3 separate regions of the Mus musculus genome follow, and regions 1 and 3 are each linked to region 2. A link is a contact called in public promoter capture Hi-C data. All regions are on one chromosome and are shown on one strand. Each heading gives the region's core, a stretch centred on a gene start, on an enhancer-like site or on the middle of the called end of the contact. The rest is flanking DNA. Distances are from core to core; before and after follow the strand shown.

Region 1 (3,559 bases), core at 323-2,822, 2.1 Mb after region 2:
AACTATCTATCCTTAATAAATAAAGCCTTTCTGTTTCTGTTGAGGTCTCTTTTATATTTTCTTGCTACTGTAATGATTATCTTTTAAGGTGATGTTTTCTTATTTGTGTTTGTTATAAAAATGTAACTATCAATATCAATTTTGAAATTTTAGTAGCTTTGCTAAATTTGCTAATTATAAGTTGAAGATTAAATTATCTTGGCTTTTTCTATAAAGGGCATTCAGAATGGTCCTGAAAACTGTTATATGTTGCCGGGCGTGGTGGCGCATGACTTTAATCCCAGCACTCTGGAAGCAGAGGCAGGCAGATTTCTGAGTTTGAGGCCAGCCTGGTGTACAGAGTGAGTTCCAGGACATCCAGAGCTACACAGAGAAACCCTGTCTCGGAAAACAAAAACAAAAACAAAAACAAAAATACTGTTATATATTTATAATTAATAGTTTAATTTCCTCTCACTTTTATTTTCCCTTTTCATGCAGTTTCTAAACAAACATTTTCTTATGCATTTCCCTAGGGCTTCTTTATGACGATAGAGAACATATAATTTTCCTTTTTCTTGACATCACAGAGATTTCAGGAAGGCTATATAGGAGCTCATTCTTTTGCTATCTTCCCTTAGTTGTCCTTGGAAAAAACAAATTTTGAAAGTCTCTTGGTGCTAGAGTCATCTTTCCTGGATAATGTAGCTACCACCTGTGATCCAAGATGCTTTTCTTTATAAAGAATAGAGACCATCACTAAAAACCCAATTGGATACAGAACAAAGACTGACAGATCATGGTGGTCCCAACCCCAACAGATACATCCACATCATGTCTCCTGCATCTATGGCTCAGAGGACATGGAGGAAGAGGAGGCAAAAAAAAAATTGTAAGAAATCTAGGATGTCAGCTGTGAAACAGCCTCCAAGAAATGGCTGCATACACAAGACTGAAACAATTGCAGTATCAATAGACAATATCAATATCAATGGAAGGGGGTAAAATTTCACAGGGTGCCACCCCAAACCAAAGAACTACTGGCAACTATTGACTGCTGGGAAATGGAGAATTAGTCTCTCCCTAAGATGAGCCCTCTTATTAGCTGTCCAATGCAGTCTTGAAACCTTGAAATCATATGCACACAAATAACATATAAAAACAAAAACTTAGCCAGTGGAATATGTACATATATAGATACAGATATCTCTATATCTGTATAGATATAGATATATACTTGTTCATGCACATACATATATACAACATATATACATATACACAAACACACATGAATGTAGCAATAACAAAGAAAAGAGGCTATCAGCTTGAGAGTGAGAGGGTAGGAGAAAAGACTAGGGGGAGGAAGGAAAGTGATGTAATTCTACTTCAGTTAAAATTTTTTTCTTTTTAAAAGTCTTTTTACGAGGCAACCAAGAGGACGGAAAAAACTGGAGGAAGTAAAGGGAGGAGAGAAAATGTTGCATTGCTACTTCAGCTAAAAGAATTTCTTTTTAAAAGTCTTTTTACGAAGCAACCACTAAGAGGAGGGAGAAGGGGGGGATCATAGAGTGTCGCTGGTGCCTAGAGAAGCCGGAAGTGCTCTGTGCCCCGCCCCCCGGGGTCGGACTTTCGACACTTTTGTGACTGCGGGGTGCTACGAGGTGCTGCGTTCGCGGGTGGGTTTGGGTCCCGTCCTGTTACCGTCCTCCCGCAGGGGTCGGCTGCTTGTGGGGGTTGGGGGTGGGACAAAACATCTTCCTCCGCGGCCTAGTGGCGCCGAGAAGATAAACTCGGTGGCCACTTGGGCCGAGCGCCCGACAGGGCCTCGGGCGCCTCGCCTCAGGCCGGTTCCGGGTGTCTGGTCAGTCTCAGGGCGTTTGGCGATGGGATTCTCGGGTCTTGTACTTAAGCTTTGAAAATGGGAGACGTCACAGTTTTGCTTTTCCTGGAGACAAGGTCAGTTCCAAGGTCTTTATTCTGGGGTACTGGAAGAGAGCCAGAACTTTGGAATCGGGTTGCTTGGTCGAATCTGGCCTCAGCTCCTTTGTGACTTCTCCCCCCAGTCCCTTAACCTTTCTGTGTTTTGCTATTTTAGGGGATAATGATGTCGCCTAACTTACTGGATTGTTGTGAGGAATAAATGGCTTCATTTGTGCAAAGGTGCTTAAAATAGTACCAGGCACGGGGTAATCTGCACAGTGTAAAGATAGCTGTTATTATTCCTGTTGCTTTTCCTAACTAGGACAGCACTTTCTCTTCATCGATCAGCCTTGGTACTGGCTGTTGTCTTTTGAATGTTAGTACTATTTATCAGTTCTCTTTATAATGAATGATTTCTGTATTTTAGGAGGGAAAATAGAACATTCTGGAAAAGAGCCTATCCCACAGCAAAGAGTAAAAGTGGTTTGTGTAGTGTCTTGTAATGGTCAGGCTCACAGAGGTTTAAAATCCTGGGGATGCCTTTTTTTTTTTTTTTTTTTTTTTTTGGTGGGAGGAGGAGCTTGAGAAACAGGAGGAGCGTCTAACCGCGAAGGATTAGGACCCTGTTGTAAGCAGACATTGCTGCCGACCTGCCAGCTTTCTGACCCTCAGCGAGATTCCTCTCCAGTGTGAGAACCACACGGACGGCTGATAGTTAGAAGTGATGATAGGTAGATTGGCGATAGATTAGAGATAAGTCGATCTGATCCTGAGTTCCCACTAACACCCTTTGTTCTTTTTGCAGGTTTTTAAAGCTAATATTGACCATACACAGTTTGCCATGGTCATTGAGTTGATGCCTCTTGTGGTCTTTGAAAGTCCTTTCATCTTCCTTCTTTTTCTTAAGGAATTGGATCTTTAACCTCCTGAGGGTATACAGGGATCCCTGAAGCATTCTTTTCTCTATTTGTAACTTAACAAAAAACAAAAACAAAAACAAAACCCTTGTCTTTGGTTTACTTATTTGGCAAACGCCTGTGTTGGTAAACAGTCTTCTGATCCTGTACCTTTGTACTCTGCCCAGCTGGTGAGACTCCAGATAGGCAAGCTGACAAAACGTGAGTGTGTGAAGCCGTTATTAAGAATGTATCAGTGTTCATTTTTCTAGCCTCAGCTCTACTCTTCTTCCTTGATCCCAACAAAATGCTTTGGCCTGTACTCAGGAAAGAAAGAAGATAAGGTTTTGTTTACTATTTAAAATGACATTAGTAAAGATTTGAATGTGAATCAGAGAGAAACTCCATCTCACCTGCAGTAGTAGGCCCACCATTCAGCCATAAATCTTATAGTCCTCTTCAGTCATGCTTTTCCTGCCTTTCCCCCATCCGTCCTTACCAGCCTCCCTTTTCCTTCCTTTTCCTGCTCTCCTTCCCCTGTCTTTCTTTCATTCTTTTTACAGCTAACTAGAGGCCAAGACAACAGATCCCTTCATCTGCAGGTACAGCAATGTGCTATAAAGTAGGAGCTTTAATTTAGACATACTATCATGAACAGAATTGATAGTAATTCCTTAATATTGCATTCATGCTTTCCTGATTGACCCAAAAGTATCTTTTTACAGTTAGAGCATACTATATTTAAACTACATAGTACGTATAGA
Region 2 (3,605 bases), core at 881-3,380:
ATGTTAGTCTGTCATGTGTGTGTGGATACCTGGGAGGCCCCTGGAATTTTAATTACGGACCATGTGGGAGCTGGGAGCTGAGCCCGGGCCCTCTGCAAAAGCAGCCAGCGCTCTTAACTTCTAAGCCATCTCCTCAGACTTCAAATATAATACAATTATTAACTTTAATTTTTAAAAAGTCCACACAGAAAGAAGACCAGACCTCAAAATAGACAGCGACTGGTCTGGAGGACTCCAGTCTAGATTTTACCGAGTGGTCAGCTAATCCAAGAGAAATGCCCAGCCTTGTTACACCACAAAGGTGATAATGATGATACTAAATTTCACTAATTTTCATATAAGCATGTAAGATAATACCTCTTGTTGCTTGCAGGCCTGAAGGACACTCTTTAGGATGCTATGATCTTTTTAATATTGTAGGGAAGGTCACTGATAACATATATATTTATGCCCTTTGAGTCAATGGCTTTATTCATGGAACTGGATCAAACAGCATATCGGGTAGTTATCATAGTTAGAAACAAAGAGCTACAAATAAAAATGCATATCTTTTTTCTATTTTCTTCTTCTTCCTCCCTCCTCCTCTTCCTCCTTTTCTTTCTTGTTTCTTCCTTTTTTTTTTTTTTTCCCAGGCAGGCTCTCACTGCATTGCTCTAGTTGTCCAGGAACTTGATCTGTAGATCAGGCTGGCCTCAAACTCTTCCTACCTCTGCCTCCCGAATGCTAGGAATAGAAGCATGTGTTAGCATGTCTGTTTTACTGTGCGTTTAAAAAAAAAAAGTTTATCTTGCCCTTACTGTTTGCTACAGGCTAGTAAAACAAACAGACATGGTAGATCGATCTATCTGAGTTACAAAAACAGACCTCCTTCGAGCCGGATTCGAACCAGCGACCTAAGGATTTCCAGGTCGAATACTCCTACAGTCCTCCGCTCTACCAACTGAGCTATCGAAGGATACCATGTATAGTGCCTAGCAAAGTCACAAGTAGCTTAGAGGAGCCACTATGCCTGATTTTAAGCAGTGCTGGGATCTAACTCAGGGCTTCATGAATGCTAGATGGACCTTCTACCAAATGCCAAGTGCATTCTTTTTTTTTTTTTTTTTAATTAGGTAATTTCCTCATTTACATTTCCAATGCTATCCCAAAAGTCCTCCATACCCTCCCCCCGAAGTGCAGTCTTTATACTAGAAAAAGAACTAGAAATCTCATAATCTTCGCAAATATATGCGTATTAGCTATGCTATGAACTATGCAGGAAAACTTACTATGAACTTATCACTATGAACTGATATATATTGTTCTTAAATTTTATTTTATATTTATGTACAGCATAGAAACAATCATTGATAAAACTGTTTTTTTTCTTTATCTTTGCATTTTTTCAGTAATAAATGAAAATTCAAAACCAAATAAGAAATTGCTGATCTCATGACTGATGGCAGGGTGAAGCGCCAGGTCCTTGTGCAGTTATACCTTGAAGGTGGACATCCAGTGGACTCCTGCCACCCACACCCACATTCCTGAAGGTGTCTCATGGAAAAGATCAGGGAGGGAGAGCTGCAGCCATTGTGGACTCACTCTTTAGCTATTCACAGATGTAATGACAAAGTAATTTACTTTCTGGGCTCCTATTCTCTTGCCTGTTTTGTTTCCAATACTGTTTGTGTCTAATACTTTTCCAACTTGGCATAATTCAAACAAGGTATTAGTAACATTAGTCTTTTTCTTAAAAGTAACAAACACCCCACTCTCTTTTGTTTTGTTCTCCATATGTAGCTCTTGCAAGTCTGGATCTTGCTATGAAGCCCAGACTGGCCTTAAACTTACAATGACCCCCGCCTGCGCCCCCCCCTCCCCCCCCATGAACTTGGGTTAAAAGAACTGAAGCCACAGAGTTAAATTCACAGGCTGATGGCCTCATGACTCATTTCAGTTGCTCAAGTCTTCTTTCTTTTTGTCCCCATTCCCTATATTCGGTACAGCTCTTTAATGCATATATCGTTCTCTTAGGGGAGGAGGATGAACCCAAACTACCTGACCACTAATCTGTAGTCCACATGTTTAAAAGGCTGCTCCTCCCCCCACCCCGAATAAATACACTTGGCCACCTGTGGGCAGGCTTCTCTAACAGCACACAGCCTTCTTCCTTCTGAAGAGCTCTCTCTTTGGCCCCGGGGTGACAAGCAGCCCTTTTCACTTGATCACTGTGGCTCTGGCTCCCTTTTCCTCTGGGTCTGTCGAAATCGGTAGGTGCTTCACTCTCAGCTCAGCTCTCTTTGTCTCTTCTCTGTACTAGGCTTTCTGTTCCTCAAGCTCTTCAGCTCTGCCTCTCCCCTCTCTCTCAGACTTTGTCAAGACTGTATGTACCTCACGGTGTAACTCCCAGAGATCACCCTCCTGAGAGCTGCTGGGCTTACAGTTGAGAAACACACCTTGTCTTTCTCTCCTCCTTCGTTTCATTTCATGTTCTCCATTTCTACCTCCGTGGCTTTATCTTCATTATCACTTCTAAACACGAATAACAAAGTATCCCACTCGATTCGATTTTACTTTATTGTTTTATTGTTATTGTAAATGAGGAGATTTCTTCATTATCTACAACTGTGCCTCGCGGCTCCATTCTGGAGGCAGTCGAGGGCTGGAGGACCAGACGTACAGAGGAAGGGTATGGGGCAGGCGCTGTTGTAAAATGGACTGAAAATGACCCTGTAGGGGAAATACAGAGCCCTCCAGGTTGGAAGAAACTGGTGGAGAACAGGGCGCTTGCGGAACCCATAGTTACCTCCTGACTGTTTCTCTCCCAGCCTGAAGCTCTTGGCGGGCTTCATTGCCCCAGTTAGCTCAGAGATGGCAGTTCCCACCAACTCCTGCCTCCTGGTCTGTCTGCTCACCCTCACTGTCCTACAGCTGCCCACGCTGGATTCGGGTAAGTTTCTGTTCTAGCCTTCTCTTTCTCGCAAAGTTGGAAGGTCCCTATAAATAAATACCTCTGACCCGGTTTGGCTCCTGGTGGGGGGACCTTCACCACAATCCAGTGAGTTCAAAGGAAACCCACTGCGGGAGGTAATACACACCTGCAATTGCAGCACCAGGTGGGCCCAGGCAGATTTTTCTGAGGTCAAAACCTGCCTGGTCTACATAGAGATAGCCAGAGCATCCAGGGTTACGTAGGGAGCGCCTAGTTGTTTTTCCTTTAAATCAAAGGAATTGGAACGCTAAGTGTGGTGGTGGTGCACCCCTGTAATGATCGCACTTGAGAATTGAGGGCAAGGAGCTCAAGGCTACATAGTGAGCTGGAGGCCACCTTGGGATTTATGAGATCCAGTCTGAAAAATAAACAGAAGAAAAGAAATAGCAGCCACCCCGAGTTCCTTTCTTTACAAGGAGACTGGCCGGTAGGTCCTCCATCCCAACCCATCGTCCTATCTGACCTTGTTTATTACAGCAGCTCCCTTCGATGTGACCGCACCTCAGGAGCCAGTGTTGGCCCTAGTGGGCTCAGATGCCGAGCTGACCTGTGGCTTTTCCCCAAACGCGAGCTCAGAATACATGGAGCTGCTGTGGTTTCGACAGACGAGGTCGACAGCGGTACTTCTATACCG
Region 3 (3,670 bases), core at 34-2,533, 2.0 Mb after region 2:
GCAGGTAACTGGGAACTAGGAGACTTTAAACCATTTACCAGGACTGTTAGCCTGCAGGGCCCAAATCTGTCAGCGGGCTGAGGAATTACTGGGTTTCCTCCTCTAGCCTGGAAAGAAGAGTCTGCTTGGAAAGCAGTGACTAACAGTTAGACAAACGGGGAACAAAAATTTGCAATTCTCAGGCAATTTAACATATTCCTGGGTATGACAGGCTACTGTAGAATTTGGTCCCAATTTTTGACTCTATGGCTAAGCCCCTTTATGAAATTTTGAATGGACCCAGAAATAGTTATGGGTTTGGAACCTTTAAAAGGGGATTTGACATCTGCTCCTACCATGGGAATTTGGGGCTTGCAAAAGTCTTTTCAGTCAACATGGAAAGGATGGAGTCCTAATGTGAGTTCTCACTCAAATGATTGGAGGTGAACCTCAAACTGTGGCCTATTTATCAAAGTAAATGGCTAACAAGGGGGATTATAGGGGAGGGAAGGGTGGTAGGGGACTTTGTGTTAGACACTATAGGAAGGACTTAAACAGATGATTTGTTTGCTCTGAGTTAATCTGCACACAAAACATCTTAAAGCTGTGTTTGTTCTGACATGTTTGTTCTGAGTTAGCTTTACACACCATTGGCTTAGCAGACTGCAAAGCATATAACTGACACCACTATACATTAACCAGACTAAGCTCTGTTGAGTGCCTTCGTTCGAAGTCAAACAAGATAAGCTTAAAATAACAAAGTGAACTTCACTTTTTTTTTTCCACTTTTTTTTTCAGCAGCAGCAGCAGCAACAACAACAATAACATAGAAACTTTAGAAAGAAAATCGGCATATCTTTACCCCACTTCTCTTCAAATATCATTGAATTCTAAATTCTAAACCCTACACTCAGGCAACCAAATAAAGAAGGCACAGATAGGAGTCTTTGGAACTTGGTGGCAAAAGGGTGGGGAATGAAGAATAAACTTGAGCACTAATAATTAACTTTGGTTCTCTAGAATCCAACCTACATGATCATGCCAGCTTTTGCCTAAAGCCCAACCTAAAGATTCAATTGCTGTGTCTGTTTGCTGGTGGCTGTGATTACAGCCCGAGCTTTGTTATTCTAGTGATAGAGATGACATCTCTGTGTGAAAACAGTCAAACGAAATGGTCTGATTTATGTAAATGAAATCTTTCAACTTAGACCCAGTCAGGACACCACCGAGTTGAGTCCTGGTCCTCCCATCGTCCTAGAGCGGAGCCGGAAACTACTGGGCTGGAACGCAGATTTTGAGAGACGTGTGACTGACCCTGCGACCAGGGCGAGGGGGACGTACGGTGATCGGGTTCCAGCGGAGAGAGAACCCGCAAACTTGGGACTCTCGAGCGGAGGGTCTGGTTGATACACAGAAACTCTCCACACCTCGGAGCTGGGAGGACCAGAAGCTGGTGCGTGACGGAAGCTGCGGGGCATGGGAGAGGGAGGGAGCTCAGGACGTAGTTGGTGAGGCGGTTTCCTGCTGTTGCGCAGCTCAAGCTGACTGCAAGCTCCAGCGTATCTCCTACTTCAGCTTTCTGATGGCTGAGATTGCCAGCACTCCTGGGTTCTGTTGCTTTATTTTGTTGTGAGGGATTTTTCCCCCTTTTTTTGTTTGTTGTTGTTTGGTTTTAAGAGCGTTTCGTGAAGCCCGTGTTGGCCTCATCATTTGGCGGCGTATACTCTTAATTTGAACTCCTGTTTATCCTTCTATCTCCGAGCTCTGAGCTCATAAGCTGGAGCTGCCACACATGGCTTCTGCATGTTTAAGTAGTTACCACTGTAAGTAAATAGAATATTTGAGTAGATAATCCGAAATAGATGGGTAGACAGAGGCGGCTTTAAAAGGCATACGTGAGAGAACAGCGAATACAGAGGCCCTAAAGCTGGAGCTTGTCTGTCTTATTTAGGGATTAACGAGGGCACCAGGGTATTTCGAGCGCAGTGAATAAGATTGCCACAGAGGATAAGTAAGTGAACAAAGTGGCCATTTGGTTGTGTGAGGAACTTGGTCTTGGGTGATAGAAGGACATACTCAGACAGGTCTTGTAATTGGACACCCATAATGTGCATAGATTAGAGGATGAGCAGAAATGAAATCAAGAATGGGTTGCAAACCAAAGTTGGGTGCAATTAAAAACCTGCATCTGAGCATAGTGACTAATTTCTATAATCCTAGCACTTGGGAGAATTGCCCATTGTGGGCTAGGGAGTGAGAGCCTTGGGGAAAAGGAAAACTGGCAGGAAATCTGGCAGGAAGTGAAGACTGACTGTTGTAGTTGTGGCCAGGTGGATCCCACAGCTTTTGCTTCTGGATCAGATGTACACACACAAGAGAGAGAAGGAAAAAATAAATTCATAATTCGGGGGTCTGTAGATTTAAAAAAGGACCAAAGGTAAGTTCAGTCCACCGTTGGTGGTTCACGTCTTTAATCCCAGGTTTGGAAGGCAGAAGCAGTCAGATCTCTGAGTTCAAGGCCAACCTGATCTACAGGGCAAATTGTCGGACAAACAGAGCTACACAGAGAAACCCTGTGTGTGTATGGGGGAAGGGGTCTGGAGGGGGGGGGGGCAAAACCAAAAAAAAAAAAAACAAACCCCTGAAGATCAGCTTGGAAACCTGTGTAAAATCATAAATTCTTCAACTCTTCAAGTTTCGTCTGTAGTGTGAGGTCGTTCTTAGTGTGGTGTCTGTGGAGATTGACTAAGCAAGGGACGCACAGGTGGAGCAGCTCTGTTGGCTTGTTGACTGTGACATGAGCTGTGACTAATCAATAAGAAAAAGGTTAAAGGGTTTTCCCTGTAAGAGTGGGATATATAAGGAACCAAGAACAAACAACAGTGGTAAGTTTGGTCATTAAAGCATAAGGAAAATTTAGACCATATTAAATGTTAAACTTGATCTTGATGGTGATGGCAACTCATTGTGTGCAACATGCTTCATTTCCCCCGTAGGAAGATCTCAGGTGCAGTGTGGCAAGTAGTCCGTGTCGGGAAGACCAGCATTTAAAGCAGTGGTTCTCAGCCTTCCTAATGCTGCGGCGCCCCTTTAATACAGGTCCTCGTGTTGTGAGGTCCAACCACAAAATTATTTTCACTGCTATTCTATACCTGTAATTTTGCTGCTGTTATGAATTGTAATATAAATATTTTTGGAGACAGAGCTTTGCCAAGGGGGTCACGACCCACAGATTGAGAACCACTGAGTTGAAGTAAGAGACGTCTGAGTAAGAGAGCATGCCATCAAGAAAATACAAGGGTGGACATGAGGGATATGAAGCCGTAGAATCAGAAGAACTCAAGGTTGCTGGAGAGATGGCTCCGCAGTTAAGAGCACTTTCGGGTCTTCTAGAAGACTCAGATTCAAATCCCAACACCCACTGGAAACTCCAAATTCAAGAGATCTACACCCTCTTCTGGCTCTCTTCAGGCACACATGTGATGCACAGATATATGTGCAGGCAAAACATCCATGCACATTTTTGAAGAGAACTTGATTAATTATATACATACAGTATAAAAGAAAGGGAAGAGAATGCTCAGTCTTCTGCCTTAAATGGCAGGGTCACTGGAGTTCCTTCCAAAGACAGGTTAAACCACCACGGTGTATATGTATATATATCTAATCACATTGTAGAACTGAGTCGCCA

Evidence for each region. Promoter capture Hi-C pulls out the DNA fragments that hold promoters and counts their contacts. Capture Hi-C pulls out chosen DNA fragments and counts their contacts.
Region 1: a contact with region 2 is called in a promoter capture Hi-C map of hippocampal neurons, with 7 times the contacts expected there. The contact joins the promoter of Zkscan3 here to the promoter of Btn1a1 in region 2. A contact is called at or near these places in 3 of 39 promoter capture datasets (hippocampal neurons, liver and pre-B cells), 1 of 484 Hi-C or Micro-C datasets (B cells), 2 of 115 datasets of contacts at active chromatin or transcription factors (astrocytes and embryonic limb bud) and 1 of 9 other capture datasets (liver).
Region 3: a promoter capture Hi-C map of pancreatic islet shows a contact between it and region 2, with 5 times the contacts expected there. The contact joins the promoter of Zscan26 here to the promoter of Btn1a1 in region 2. A contact is called at or near these places in 7 of 39 promoter capture datasets (the 3T3-L1 cell line, cranial neural crest, hematopoietic stem and progenitor cells and 4 more), 1 of 484 Hi-C or Micro-C datasets (CD4 T cells), 1 of 115 datasets of contacts at active chromatin or transcription factors (large pre-B cells) and 3 of 9 other capture datasets (liver, macrophages and pancreatic islet).

What each region holds. Positions count from the first base shown.
Region 1 is chr13:21,400,768-21,404,326 of GRCm38.p6, reverse strand. Zkscan3 (zinc finger with KRAB and SCAN domains 3) reads left to right here and starts at 1,572. Exons shown (of 6, transcript NM_001145778.2): 1 at 1,572-1,655.
Region 2 is chr13:23,464,426-23,468,030 of GRCm38.p6, reverse strand. Btn1a1 (butyrophilin, subfamily 1, member A1) reads left to right here and starts at 2,130. Exons shown (of 8, transcript NM_013483.3): 1 at 2,130-2,249; 2 at 2,808-2,929; 3 at 3,449-3,605. The coding sequence starts at 2,851. Gm52036 (a long non-coding RNA gene) reads right to left here. Exons shown (of 2, transcript XR_003950563.1): 1 at 3,435-3,605; 2 at 2,543-3,329. n-TYgta8 (a tRNA gene) reads right to left here and starts at 955; the gene lies at 866-955.
Region 3 is chr13:21,451,340-21,455,009 of GRCm38.p6, reverse strand. It overlaps Zscan26 (zinc finger and SCAN domain containing 26), which reads left to right and starts at 1,283. Exons shown (of 6, transcript NM_001347491.1): 1 at 1,283-1,432.